Linked DNA regions of Mus musculus: region 2 is linked to region 1. The links are chromatin contacts, called in public Hi-C maps. All regions are on one chromosome and are shown on one strand. The core of a region is the stretch at or near the end of the contact, and the rest is flanking DNA. Distances in the headings are between cores, read along the strand shown. Region 1 overlaps Lrmda (leucine rich melanocyte differentiation associated). Region 2 overlaps Lrmda (leucine rich melanocyte differentiation associated).

Evidence for each region. Hi-C and Micro-C count contacts between places; a contact is called where the count stands out from the background.
Region 2: a contact with region 1 is called in a Hi-C map of the N1E-115 cell line, with 9 times the contacts expected there. The contact joins two enhancer-like sites. A contact is called at or near these places in 10 of 484 Hi-C or Micro-C datasets (the BV-2 cell line, the N1E-115 cell line, beige adipocytes and 6 more) and 1 of 115 datasets of contacts at active chromatin or transcription factors (neural progenitor cells).

Annotation. Positions count from the first base shown.
Region 1 is chr14:22,861,918-22,868,711 of GRCm38.p6, reverse strand. The region is part of intron 6 of Lrmda (leucine rich melanocyte differentiation associated); the gene reads right to left. Among named protein-coding and RNA genes, the nearest start is that of Gm30926, 64 kb to the right of the region's middle. Within about 2 kb of position 4,366, at least 16 of the 459 cell types and tissues checked have an H3K27ac peak or open chromatin away from gene starts, as enhancers often do. A contact at or near this core is called in the N1E-115 cell line, where this site is marked.
Region 2 is chr14:23,040,572-23,047,365 of GRCm38.p6, reverse strand. All of the region lies in intron 6 of Lrmda (leucine rich melanocyte differentiation associated), which reads right to left. It overlaps Gm10248 (predicted gene 10248), which reads left to right. Exons shown (of 4, transcript NR_033550.1): 3 at 6,169-6,243. Among named protein-coding and RNA genes, the nearest start is that of Gm10248, 51 kb to the left of the region's middle. Within about 2 kb of position 3,930, at least 3 of the 459 cell types and tissues checked have an H3K27ac peak or open chromatin away from gene starts, as enhancers often do. A contact at or near this core is called in the N1E-115 cell line, where this site is marked.

The DNA.
Region 1 (6,794 bases), core at 3,117-5,616:
TGTGAGCAACCCAAGTGAAACTCATCAGGACACCAAAACAAACAAACAAACAAAAAATGAAAACAAACCCAAATCATTAAAAAGACATGGAAATACAAGGAAATAAGAATTGATCAATTCACATTCTTCTACATGCTAACCTCCAGTTGAGCCAGCACCATTTGTTGAAAATGCTGTCTTTTTTCCACTGAATGGTTTTAGCTCCTTCATCAAAGATCAAGTGACCATAGGTGTGTGGGTTCATTTCTGGGTCTTTAATTCTATCCCATTGATCTACCTGTCTGTCACTGTACCACTACCATGCAGTTTTTATCACAATTGCTCTGTAGTACAGCTTGAGGTCAGGGATGGTGATTCCACCAGAAGTTCTTTTATTGTTCAAAATAGTTTTTGCTATCCTAGGTATTTTGTTATTCCCGATGAATTTTTAAATTGCCCTTTCTAACTCTGCGAAGAATTGAGTTGGGATTTTGGTGGATCAAGGACCTCAACATAAACCAGAGATACTGAAACTTATAGAGGAGAAAGTGGGGAAGAGCCTTGAACATATGGGCACAGGGAAAAAAAATTCCTAAATAGAACACCAATGGCTTGTGCTGTAAGATCAAGAATCGACAAATAGGACCTCATAAAATAGCAAAGTTTCTATAAGGCAAAGGAAACTGTCAATAAGACAAAAAGGCAAACAACAGATTGGGAAAAGATCTTTACCAATCCTAAATCTGATAGAGGGCTAATATCCAATATATACAAAGAACTCAAGAAGTTGGACTCCAGAGAATCAAATAACCCTATTAACAAATAGGGTACAGAGCGAGCTAAACAAAGAATTCTCAACTGAGGAATACGGAATGGCTGAGAAGCAACTAAAAAATGTTCAACATCCTTAATCATCAGGGAAATGCAAATCCAAACAACCCTGAGATTCCACCTCACACCAGTCAGAATGGCTAAGATCAAAAACTCAGGTGACAGCAGATGCTGGCGAGGATGTGGAGAAATAGGAACACTCCTCCATTGCTGGTAGGATTGCAAGCTTGTACAACCACTCTGGAAATCAGTTTGGTGGTTCCTCAGAAAACTGGACATAATACTACCGTAAGATCCAGCAATACCTCTCCTGGGCATATACCCAGAAGATGCTCCAACATGTAACAAGGACACATGCTCCACTATGTTCATAGCACCCTTATTTATAATAGCCAGAGGCTGAAAAGAACCAAGATGTCCCTCAACAGAAGAATGGATTCAGAAAATGTGGTACATTTATACAATGGAGTACTACTCAGCTATTAAAAACAATGAATTTATGAAATTCTTAGGCAAATGGATGAGACTAGAAAGTATCATCCTGAGTGAGGTAACCTAATCACAAAAGAACACACATGGTATGCACTCACTAATAAGTGGATATTAGCCCAGAAGCTCGAAATATCCAAGATACTATTCGCAAAACACATGAAATTCATGAAGAAAGAAGACCTAAGTGTGGATACTTTTATCCTTCTTAGAAGGGGGGGGGGGGACAAAATACCCATGGAAGGTGTTACAAAGACAAAGTGTGGAGCAGATACTGAATGAATGACCATATAGAGACTGCCCCATCTAGAGATCCATCCCATATACAACGACCAAACCCAGACACTATTGTGGATGCCAACAAGATCTTGCTGAAAGAAGCCTGATATAGCTGTCTCCTGAGAGGTTCTGCCAGTGCCTGACAAATATAGAAGTGGATGCTGTCAGCCAGCCTTTGGATGGAGCACAGGGTCTCCAATGAAGGAACTAGAGAAAGTACCCAAGGAGCTAAAGGGGTTTGCAGCCCCATAGGAGGAACAACAATATGAACTAACCAGTTCCCCCAGAGTTCCCTGGGACTAAACCACCAATCCAAGAAAACACATGGTACGACTCATGGTTGTAGCTGCTTATGTAGCAGAGGATGGCCTAGTCGGTCATGAATGGGAGGAGAGACTCGGTCCTGTGAAGGTTCTATGCCCCAGTATAGGGGAATGCCAGGGCCAGGAAGCAGGAGTGGGTGGGTTTGTGAGCAGGGGGATGGGGGGGTATGGGTTTTCAGAGGGGAAACCAGGAAAGGGGGATAACATTTGAAATGTAAATAAAGAAAATATTTAATTAAAAAAAAAGACATAGAAATAGAAAGGGGAAAACATGAGAAGAAAGAAAATAGAGAAAGTGAGGGTAGTGGAATGTGAATAACAGAAATACATTATGTACATGCATGCAAATGTCATAATAAGCCTCACTGTTATATACAATTAATACATTAAGAAAAACATTAAAAAATAAAACAAACCAACTTCTCAGGCACCAAAGCCTACTGCAAGACTGCCTTACCACTAAAGATAAGGGACTTTTCGAAGAATGACTGTCAAGGACAAAATATGAAAATTAATAAAAAATGCGGCTTGCCCTCCACATTTGACCTTCACAGAAATGGACACGAGGCTTCACTTTTGTGGCCTTGAATTTGGGCCATGCCCAGACTTTCTAATGCTACTCAAGTCCTCTCTAACTCAGTATTTAAGCCAGCATCTGAAGCTGGTCCCATGTCTTTTCTGCCCACCATCCATATTCATAACAGGCTTTACACTGTAGGCAGCTCACAAAGCTCCCATGCCATCCATGGATGAGGATGAGGTGGGACAGCTCCATAACAACCGTGCACTCAGAGCATCAGCTCACAATGTACCTGGGGTTGGAAGATCTTTAGGTCATTAAAAGCAAGTGGAAAGGATCTTAGGCTTTGCGATCATGGAGACCAGCAATACCTTTAGGTATCCGCATAAGAGGAGCTGGCCCCAGAAGAGCACATATGCCAATAGAACGTGTTATTCTACTTCATTATATCTGGTTGTTGGCACCCTAACATGTATGTGACACGTATTCAAACAGAATCACCTGATTCTCATACTGTGAGGTGCACATGAATGTATCCGGAATCTCTCAGTAACAGGAGGCAGGTTTCTTTAAGGGAAAAATTGGGGTTTGGGGATATTGGTGTCTTTGTCCCACCTCATCCATAAAACCTTCTATGACAACCCTGGACTGCTCTGTCCTTGTTTTGCTGCCTCTGTGTCTTCCCTATTCCCAGCTCCCCTCACTTTGGCACATACACAAGACCTTATCTTGCCACATGATACGTGTTTCATAAACACATCATCTTCCCTCCGAGCCACAAGCTCCGCAAGGGCAAAGACCACGTTTGATATTTATTTTCTATGTCCCATGGCACACAGCATAGCATGAGGCCCAGGGCAGGCTCAGGATCTGTACCTGTTGAACTGAGTTGAATTTTAAGGATAGTTTGCTGTTGCCAGTGACAATATTATTCAGAGACTCATCAAAAGGCAGAGCTGGCTGCTTCTCCCACCCTCCTCTACTCACCCAGATGAAGACTACAGGCCTTCACACTTTTAAGTGCTAGTTAGGAATCAGAATCAGAAAGCAGCTGGTGACTTTCAAGCAGATTGTATTTCAGCAATGGATTGTGGGAATTGATAGATTACCCACCAGAGACTCTTGGCCAAACCCTTTGGTGTTATCTGGAATAAAAGGGTAGTTCAGAGATATGCCAAGTATCAATTTCCAATTACTCTCTCCTGACACAATTCTGCCTCTTGCAGAAACTCCCAGGGGATCTGCTGTCCCCTATCAGCCCAGATCTGGCTTAGCTTTCAGTCAAACAGGTACCACTAGGCAGCACCCTGTTTGGCCTCAGTGTGACAGTGTCCTCCTTTGACACACAGGCTCCCTTTTGAAGTCTTCAGTATTGGCTTATACTCTCACTGGAGAGCCAGCTGAAGTGTGAAAGGCCTTTTAATATTATACTGTGAACAACATGTGTCAGGAGGGGATGGGGATAACTCTAACACCTGCAGCAAGCTGCTGTCACCAAGGTTTCCCAAACCTTAATTTGCATCTGGATGTTGAATGTGGAAACAAAGACTCCTGCCTGACTTGTACAACTTCAACTGTAACCAGCAGGGGAAAGAAATAAGAGTCCCTATGGTTTTGACTTTGATATTCAAACACAGAACAGCATTTCCACCCTCCAGATCACAGACAGCCGACCACAAACTAATTTTTAAAATCTTTGGTATTAGAGAATGTAAAAACTGAGGATCTGCAAAAAGCCAGAAATCACATGTCTCCTTTATTACAAAGTAATGGAACAGAATTTGGAAAAACCAGGAAACATCTCCAGGTCCATAAATCAGCCCCATTGGAAGAGAGCGCAAATGGCTAGCACCTGGAATGAGCCTTCATCTGCAGCAGGGGCTCAGCCTAAAGAATAGAACTCCGGGCCAAGGCTCCAGACCATGCTCTGTGATTAATGACTTGAGCGAAAGGTCTCAGTTGAGACTGAACAATTAGCTTGTTCCCTGCACAGCCCAGAACTCTGCACAGCGGAACTATGTCTTCCCTGATTGTTCAGATTGACCTAAATGCAAGCCAGCCCAAGGAGCCTCGGATGTGTCATCGTCAGGCTGTGGTGGTCAGGAGGGGCCTGGCATTCATCAGGATTACTTTAGTCAAATCATCTGCGTTGACTCTGCCTGCATGCCACAACCTTTACGCTCCTTTTCAAGTTCAAGAACCATCTTAAATGAGGCCGCAGCATTGGCCTCAATCTGTTGGTGGGGAGGGAGGAGCCCTCATCTCAGAGGATTACAAAGGGACAGCATATGGCCTGGATCATTTCTGTTCTTTCGGGGGTGGGGGGGAGGGAACTTCTAAGGGAAATTGAAGACCCTTGAGATTAATGGCTGCTCCTGCCCGGCCTGTATTATCCACCTCCCAATAGTTTTCTCTGGTCTCTTTCGTGTCTTCCAAAGCATTTTGGTTACACCAGTCTCTCCCCCTATAATCAGCAGCTAGACTCTGCAAGAGCTAGAGCTTCATGCAAGTCCCCTGGATGCTTTCTCTTTCCAGTGGTGGGCTGATGATGAGCAAGCAAGGTGGTAGTTCCAGAACCTGATTCCGAAGGTGCAGGTACAAGGAGGGGAATAGTCAAGGGGTCAGGCTTCCTTGTTTTCCATCTCTTCAAACTGATTTGATTTGGGGGTGGGGGAAACAGGTCTACCAAAAGTAGATAGTGCCCGAATTCCAGAAAGGCTTGGAGGGCCTGAGCAGCCGGCCACCTTGCAGACCATCTGCTGTACTGACACGCAGCAGGTCCTCGTCCTGCTACCTCTTGGCTCTCAACTTTGTCTACAAGCACTTTCCTCAGTGAAAGCGCCTGCCTTTAGAAGCTGAAAAGCATGAATAAAACACAAAGAACTTGATAGTAACTATAGAGGTAGCCGCACTCAAACCCGTGGGCCGCATCTTCCTCAGCACACTTAGGACAACTGCCTCCATCACTCTACCAAGGCAGTGTCATCACTGTCCCCATTCTGAAGACAGGGAGACATGGAGCAAGTGAGTGTCTTGTTAGTCACCAAGGCAGTATGTGAAAAGGTCAGGGCAGGACTCCATCAGACCTTGTTCTTCCGTGCTCCATGCTATGGTTGACAGCTGCCTCTGTCTCTGGGCAGTATGAGTGTGCAGTCCCTGCTGTTGACAAAGTTGGGGAAGAACTAACAGCATCTGCTGAGGAAGTCCGGCTTGCTAAATCCTGTCTCTGCCATGCCATGCAGGACCTCAAGTCTCGAAGATCACTGTCCTCTCTCATGAAGAAGTGGGATCACAAGATCTCTCTCACTGTGCGTGGGGTGGGGGATAGATGAAGTTCTGTATAGGTCTCAGCACAATGCCTACAAAGGATGGGATGGGGTAATGGCAGCTGTCGTTAGTAATGATCAAAGATGCTGTTATTCTTTGAAGGGACACAGCATGACTGACGAATGAGGCAGAAACAGTGTCAGATAGGAGGGAAGAGAGGTTGATGTGGAAACGCAGGTCCTTATAGTGGCCTCAGAGAGGCAAAATCTGTAGAAATTTCAAAAGTACACATAAGGACTACTTAGCTTCCTGGGCTTCTTCTTTCTATATGATTCTTAGTTCATTTATCTCGATGAAAGGAGTAATTTTGTTATTATTTGCATGTGTTTACATGTGTGTACAGGTCCATGTGTGTATGTGCACATGTGCTTGTGCATGTGTGTGTGTGCCTGTGTGTGTCTGTTTCTGTGTGTCTGTGTGTAGGCCAGGAGTCAATGTCAGGTGTGTTCCTCAATTGCTCACCACATTATTGTTTTGAGACAGGGTCTGTCACTGAAGCCAGACCTGGCTGATTCAGCTAGACTGCAAGCCCCAGAGACCCTCCATCTCCCCAGCTATACAGTTACTGGGTTGCAGTGTCAGACTCTAGTTTTATGTGGATTCTGGAATGATGAATTCAGATCCACATACTGGTATGGCAAACATTTTATAAACTGAGTCATTTCTCTTGGCTTTCTAATTTTGATGAATATATTTTTAAAATATATGTACACACACACACACACAAACACACACACATTGAGATAGAAATAAAAAAAGAGATGGCCAGACTGAGGGAATTATAATAGTGTTCCTTTACTCCTGGTATAAGAACAAGGCAGCCCCGTGTCCTTCCTCGACCTGTGTGGCTGCTCCGGGGTGAAGCAGGCATTGCATCCTTCGCTCTGCATTCTCCTCATGCTCTTGGCAACCCCTGACACATCACATTCTCCGCATCAATAAGGACCAGTGCCAGTTCACACTAAATTGCCTTTGACTACATTTAACTGATCTAGTGTTTTTTTATGATTCTTTCCTGTTGTACCATTTTTCACTTTTGACTTTAT
Region 2 (6,794 bases), core at 2,681-5,180, 180 kb before region 1:
TAAGTTTGTAAATCTTGCTGGGCCAAGCTTTGTTTGTTTACTTATTTGCCTTTGCATTGTCAGTTCTGTTCTGTCCCAAATAAAAAATGAGAGCAGAGAACACCCTTCTTCCTGATGTCCGAAAGAGCAGTTTACTTACGCCCAGCTGTTAGCATTACTTTGTCCTTCCCTGAACTCTTTAGTCAGACACATAATGCTAAGTTCTGCTTTTATAGCTTATTTTTCAGGTGTATTATTTATTTGTTCAGTCTTCTTCACAGGCACAAGGGCCTCCCGAGAACTTCAAAGATCACCACCAACAGGACACTGGCTCATCCTTTGCTGCTTCTTCACGGAGGGCAAAAGGAGCTGTAGAGTGGGCCAGCAAGAGGGGCATAATGGATGTGAGAAGGGCTAGATTCCAAGGTGCACGCTAAGATGGGATGCAAATCAAGTGTAGTTCATCAGGTGCCTTTCCAGCAGCTCCTGGATGGATCTCACCCTGGCTGTCATTCAAAATGGACAGTGCTCATGTGGGAAGACTTCATGTTTCTGTTTCAAGAGAACGAAGAAATCTTTCAGAAAGGAGACAGGGGCCAGAGGGTGTGTGTGAGGAAAGTACAGAGGGGAAGAAGGGGGAAAGAGAGGGAAAGGGAGAGAGAAGTAGAGGGGTGAAAGAAAAGTAGAGGGAGGAAGGAAGGGAGACAGAGACAGAGACACAATCACACCCCCTCCACCACTCCCAATATCTCTGTATTTATCCTTTCCACTTCATCTTTTGAAGTCAGAATCGTAGCCACTAGAGGGCAGCATGCAGTTAGGAAACAGCCACGGCTTTCTTTAAATAAATAAGGGCAACTATTCAGGGAAGGCCATTAAAGCCACACTGTGCTTGTGGTCACCAATTACACGTTCTGTAATGATCAATATGTCATGTTTACCCAATCTGAGCTGAAGGCTATCTGGGACTGAGGCTACCAAAGGCCCCCCTCTCTATGACACATTTAGGTTCCTTCTGCCTCCGTTTCAGGGGACTAGTCTTCCTTACCAGCCATGGTTAGTTTTAGCTCAGGGCTTTGGTTTTGGATTTGTTTTTTGTTTTTAAATACTACCTGCACAAATATAAAGAAGCATGCAAACCAATAAAAACAGATCCTCTCTTAGAAAAAGGAAACAAAAAGCACTTGTACCATGGGCACTCCCCCAAAGAAAAGTGACATCCATTGGCGTGGAGTTACCATTCTCTGGGAGCATATTTTAAGTTATTTTTATTTTTTGACTCAAGTGACCATTGGGTCAATACACAGAAATCATGGCTGCTGCTTTTTTAAAGGCAGGTTTTTCTTGCTTAAAACCCAATGAGTGTCTTCCGTCCCTTCTCAGAATATCTAGTCCAGAGTCATCACTCACACTGAGAACAGCAACCGAGTGACCTCCCATACTCTAAGAGACATTGGTATGTGCAGCTTCCACAGATATTAAGCCCAACCTGGTTTTAAAGTCCAGGAAATGGCATTCTAAACTAAAATCACATGGAATGAAAATAATTGAGAGGATTCAACCCAAGATGACAAAAACCAGTTACTTGGTTCTTCTCCCTCCACCCCAAGTAACACAGCGCAGAGTGCAGCAGAAGCCCTAGCAAGCAGGACAGGGCTCCTGCCCTCTTTCTAGGCATTCTCTCAATGTAACAGTCGTGTGACAAAGCAGCCACAAAGGAAAGGTGGGGCCCAGTTAATTAATTAGATTATTATCTCATGATTAAGTGGAAACTTTGAGTTCTCTCTCACCCATAAAAGCAACAGTCTCACTAGATTTGCCAGAGTGGCTGCAGTTGAGGGTTACCAGTGAGGATGACACAATCAGGAAGTAAGATGGGGGTGGGGGTGGGGGTGGGAGAAGTGAATGCTACTCAGAAACACAGCATCCTTCCTCTGCACAGACTTCAGAAGGGTTCAGACAGCAGATTCACACACACACCACCAAGCCCAAGCTACATCTTAGGTGTTCAACAAATAATTTGTATAGACTGGTGATGGAAGTCAGAAGGCAGCCTCATCTGTCATTTTTTCAATTTATTCTATCTTTTAAGACAGCCTTTTGGGGGGGGGTTACAGATTACCCATTCAGCTACAGTGGGTTTCCAGGACTCTCTAGGCTGGGGTGATAAGTACATAGCAATATGCCTGGCTTTATCACGCATGCTTGTCTTAAGAGATGGAACATGACTCCTCAGGTTTGCTTCCCACTGAGACGTCTCCCCATATCTAAGTTGATATTTGTGGACTGAGCACAATGGCCTAAGGGTGCTTCGGAGCCCATACATTTGACATGCCAAAGAGTTGGGTGTCCTCTCCCTAGGAACTGGTTCTCCTTGACTTTCTCTCCATGGGGACCATCCCCAAAACTTCCAATTTAGTGGGTCTGAGTCTGGGACGAGAAATTTGTTTCTTTTGGAAAATTCCCAGATAATGTTGCAGAATGATCTTTAAGAAAGTCTGTTCTAGAACAACCTAAAGGCCCCTCCCCACCCTGCCCTTTTCTTTGGTAAAGTAAATGCCCTCATTTTTATTCATATTTAAAGTTAGAGACACAAAGAATCTGGCTAGTTGAAGATCTTACTGTATTGCACTCTAGTAAATAGAAGTTTTATTTGCTTCCCAAGAGCAGCCAGAAAACAAATGGCACCTAAAACAGATAAGTAATGACTGACTGAAGCGAGGGACAGCTCTTGTCTAGCACAGTATCAGGCCCTTAGTTCAAACTTCAGCACTGAAATAAGAAAAAAAAAAAGATGCACAATATTTGGACATTCAAGCTTTCTCCCATTTTGGGGTTTTATTTTAGTGGCATGCTGATTGCATTAACAGGAGAAGAAAGCAGAGAATGGGGTAGGACTGGGGGTGAGCCTGTAAAACATGATTTATGAAGTACAGAGCAGGGGGAATTGGGAAAACAGCTTTCCAGATATCTTTGCTCCTCCTCCAAGCTGCCAGGCCCCTCTATGAACACACCTGAGAAGTGGGGTTTCCTGGCAGAGTGTGAACAGGGGTGCTGGCTGTGCTCTTAAGAAGACATTCACATTTTGGTTTCAGATCTGTTCTCATCGAGGGCTAGCATCAAAAGGTGGAGGCAGGGCTTTCTCTACAGTTCTGTGTGCTTCCTTGGGCTGAAATTTATCCAAGGAGTTATTGAAAATAAACCCAGGTTTTTAGAAAAGAGGTCAGGGAGGGGCAGGATGGAACTCTCAGACGAAATTAAGCAAATGTAGTAACAACTGAGATTGTTGTAATTCAAGCCCCTAAAGGGCTTCCTCCCTGAGCACACTGACCCAAACTCCGTCTGCCCTCCATTAAAATCCAAGTGAACTGGTTCTCCATAGATGATATCATAATCTTTCTTAGTTCTAGGGTAGTCAAAATTGCCTCTCTCAAAGAAAAACAAAGAGGATCTGTTGATATTTGATCTAATTGAATGAAATTTACATTGTCTGTCTCTCCCTTCCTCTTACCCACCCCTCCCCCCTTCTTCATTCCTTCCTTTCTTCTTTCTCCCACCCCTGCCTCTAGCTCTCTCTGTCCAAAAGTGTGTGTCCAAAAGTCTACTGTTGCAGAATCACAATACTTGGACACTAACAAACTGTACTCCTGAATGTCTTCAACTACCCATCCTCCACCTTCTTGACACATGCTTTTATGTATGTGTGTATATATACATGCACACATGTGTGTACATCAAGACAAAGAAGCACACAAGAGCACTAGAAACTTTCTGGACCCTATTTCTTGCTCAAGATGAAAGCCTAGTAAATACAAAGTACATTAGAAAGGCCTTCATTAGGGTTAGCCTCATTAAAACTTAATGAAGTTACCAGTCTCCCCAGCAATCTTACGAAGGTTTTATTTTGTTTTGTTTTGTTTTTTGCCTGTCAATGGAGCAGTCCCAGGCAGAGAAACAGTAGTGACAGTAGGTGATGCCAGGTGTTATCTGTCCCTGGAATGTACTACTTTGATGACTTAAGATATCACCCCCTTGTTTTAGTTTGACTCTTATTTGTCTGGATTCACCCTGTGGTAAGTTAACATGCCTCCATACTGGAAAAACAAAGATTGCCTATTGTCCAGTATAGCCTAATAGAATACATCTGGCTCTGACAGTTTGATGCCCAGCTCTGAGCCACATTCAGTAACACAAATTAACAGCATAGACATTGCCCACGCTGAGCAGGAAGCAATAACCAGCTACCTGCTACTTGGCCAAAATCTCATTATAAGCCATTACGGTAATTGAGGGCCAAGACTGTGGATATTACACTCCCTGTGCACCAGTGGTTAGTTGAGGAGAAGAAAGACTTGTAATGGAGGAGGTGGGGCAGACAGGAGAAGTGAGGCTGTCACCATGATGTTCTGTGGTGCTGGGGTAGGGAAGGGGTGTTCCTGAGCCATTTCTCTTCTTGCCTTTGAAGCCCACATGACCCCAGGAAGATGATGTAACTTTTGGTCGGCCTCCAACAATGCTATGCAATTAAAAATTGGTTTGAATAAGTAATGGGGACAGCCATAGAGGGAAGATAGGGCAAAACAAGACAGAATGTTCCATAAGTGAAAAGTATCTAAAGTGACGGGGCTCCAGGGGAAGCTGCCCACCCACCTTAGAATGCAGAGATTTTCTAGAGTTATTGCATTAGAAAGTGTGTAAAGCCAGTCCCTCCTCTGAAACCAGTATTCCGAGCCTCAAGGTCATTGCTAAACAAGCTGTAGTGGCTGTATCCTATACCCTAGGTCTCAGCAGAAGATTTCTGGGATTGATGATAGATCAAGATGGGTGAAAAGAGAAGGAAGACCAGGTTTTTCAATCAACTTGGATTTTGGGACAATGAAGATGGTTTTAGACATGGCAGTAATGGTGATAACAGGGAAGAGTCATTCAGGGCAGGGAGAGAAGTTAATGGCGAGTGTATTAGGGACCTCCAGATTCTCACTGCTGCCCATCTTGCTGTGGTTTGGATCATAAATGTCCCTCATGGACCTCTAACACAATAGTCTCTCTCACAGATGTTGGCACATAATGGAGCCTTAGTGGAAGCAGTTAGATATGATGGCTGACTGGCAACAGATGGGGCTGAGAAGCGCATGTGAAGGTTTTCCCGGGGAACATTATGACGTCAAGATTTCCTCTCTTGCCTAATCTCAGAGGCTGGGATCCAGGAAAGGGTGACAAAATCTGTAAATATGAGTGTACCCTCCCTGGTCTTCCTGTGCCCATGAGATGGGCCTCTTTGCCACATCTTTCTTGCCATGATCAACTAAAACCATGAATCAAATGAAGCCCTTTCTCCGTTTACTTATTTTGCTCATGTATTCTGTCACCACAGTGCAAACACTCCAAGGTTATTGTAGGCATAGTCTTGGAGAGGGGGACAGAGGGACCTGTCCCCTTTTATGTATTCCTTTTGTACCCACTCTGTAAGGTGCATGGTTTGCTATGCTGCAAGTTCTTACACGGTATACCACCTTACCACAGGTCCAAAAGCAACAGGGCCAGCTGATTACAGATAGAATCTCCTAAGCCATCTGCTTTAATTGTCACTTGTCCCAAGCATCTGGTCATGGTGACAGAAAGCTGACAGACACAAACACTGACAGATCAGTGACACCCCAAGTCACCAAGCACGGGATAAGCTTATAGAAATTTTAAATAACAACATTCCTTCCTGTCTTGTGTCATCCATAGATACCACTGTAAGGTGAAAATAAGCCTTACTAAACAAGCCATTGAGGCTGTGTCCTATACCCTAAGCAAAGGGTTCCTGGTTATAGACACTTTAACTAACATACTGATACTTTTGGAGGGTTGATCGAGCACTCTCCAGGGGATGGAGATGCCTTGTGAGCATCAAACACCTCCCTCTGCTCATACTTAGCCCCACCAGCCTTATTCCTTCTCTTCACCTAGAGGGTTAAGCCATCTGGGGCCTAGGAAATGGTTGCGGTTGGTACAAGTGAGGCCTTCCCTATAACTAGATCCTTCAGGAAAAAAACAAATTAATCAACAGTGAACTGAAGTGGGTTTAATGATTGCATTCTGCATACAATCAGCTTTTCCCTTTTCGAGGGCCATCAATATGTCACGGGAAGACATATCTGAAGGATATAGCCCTTAACATCAAGGTTATCTATTCTCCACAAGGCTCCCACTCCTTGCCCGGCTGAGACTCCACGCTGCCTGTGTCTAACATTTTCATCAACTCTGCAATCAATCAAGGTAATAATGTTGTGCAAAAAATCAATTAACAACGCAATTAAACTTTCCTTATTATCTCAAAGGGCTGAAATAATACCTAAAGGGAAGATAGACTCAGTGAACGCAGACATCCATAATCCAATGTGAAAGTGAATTATGAGGTTGGGCAGATGCAGGCATGTGCGAGTGCTGTTATTTTCTAAGGGTTATATCTCATCACGGCAGTGTATCAGTCAGCCCCGATCCCAGACCCTAAAATTCCAAATTACTTTTAAGAAATATATGATGTGCAATATCGAGTTCATATTCTCTTTTAAAGATAACCCCCTCCTCCTCTGCCACCCTCCCCCAAGAAAGAATTGAATGGCAGTATTACTCAAAGACAAAATGATCTTTCAACAAGAACATAAAATATAAAAGCTATAATAACATTTACATCTGTATAGCATGCATCCCTGTAAAAGCAGGTCATCTATTATACATAATCCCAAGTGCCTAAAAGGCCCAGCATGCAACACAGCATTTAAAACCTAAATGGGTAAATGTGCAAACTCCCCTAGGATAGCTGGAGC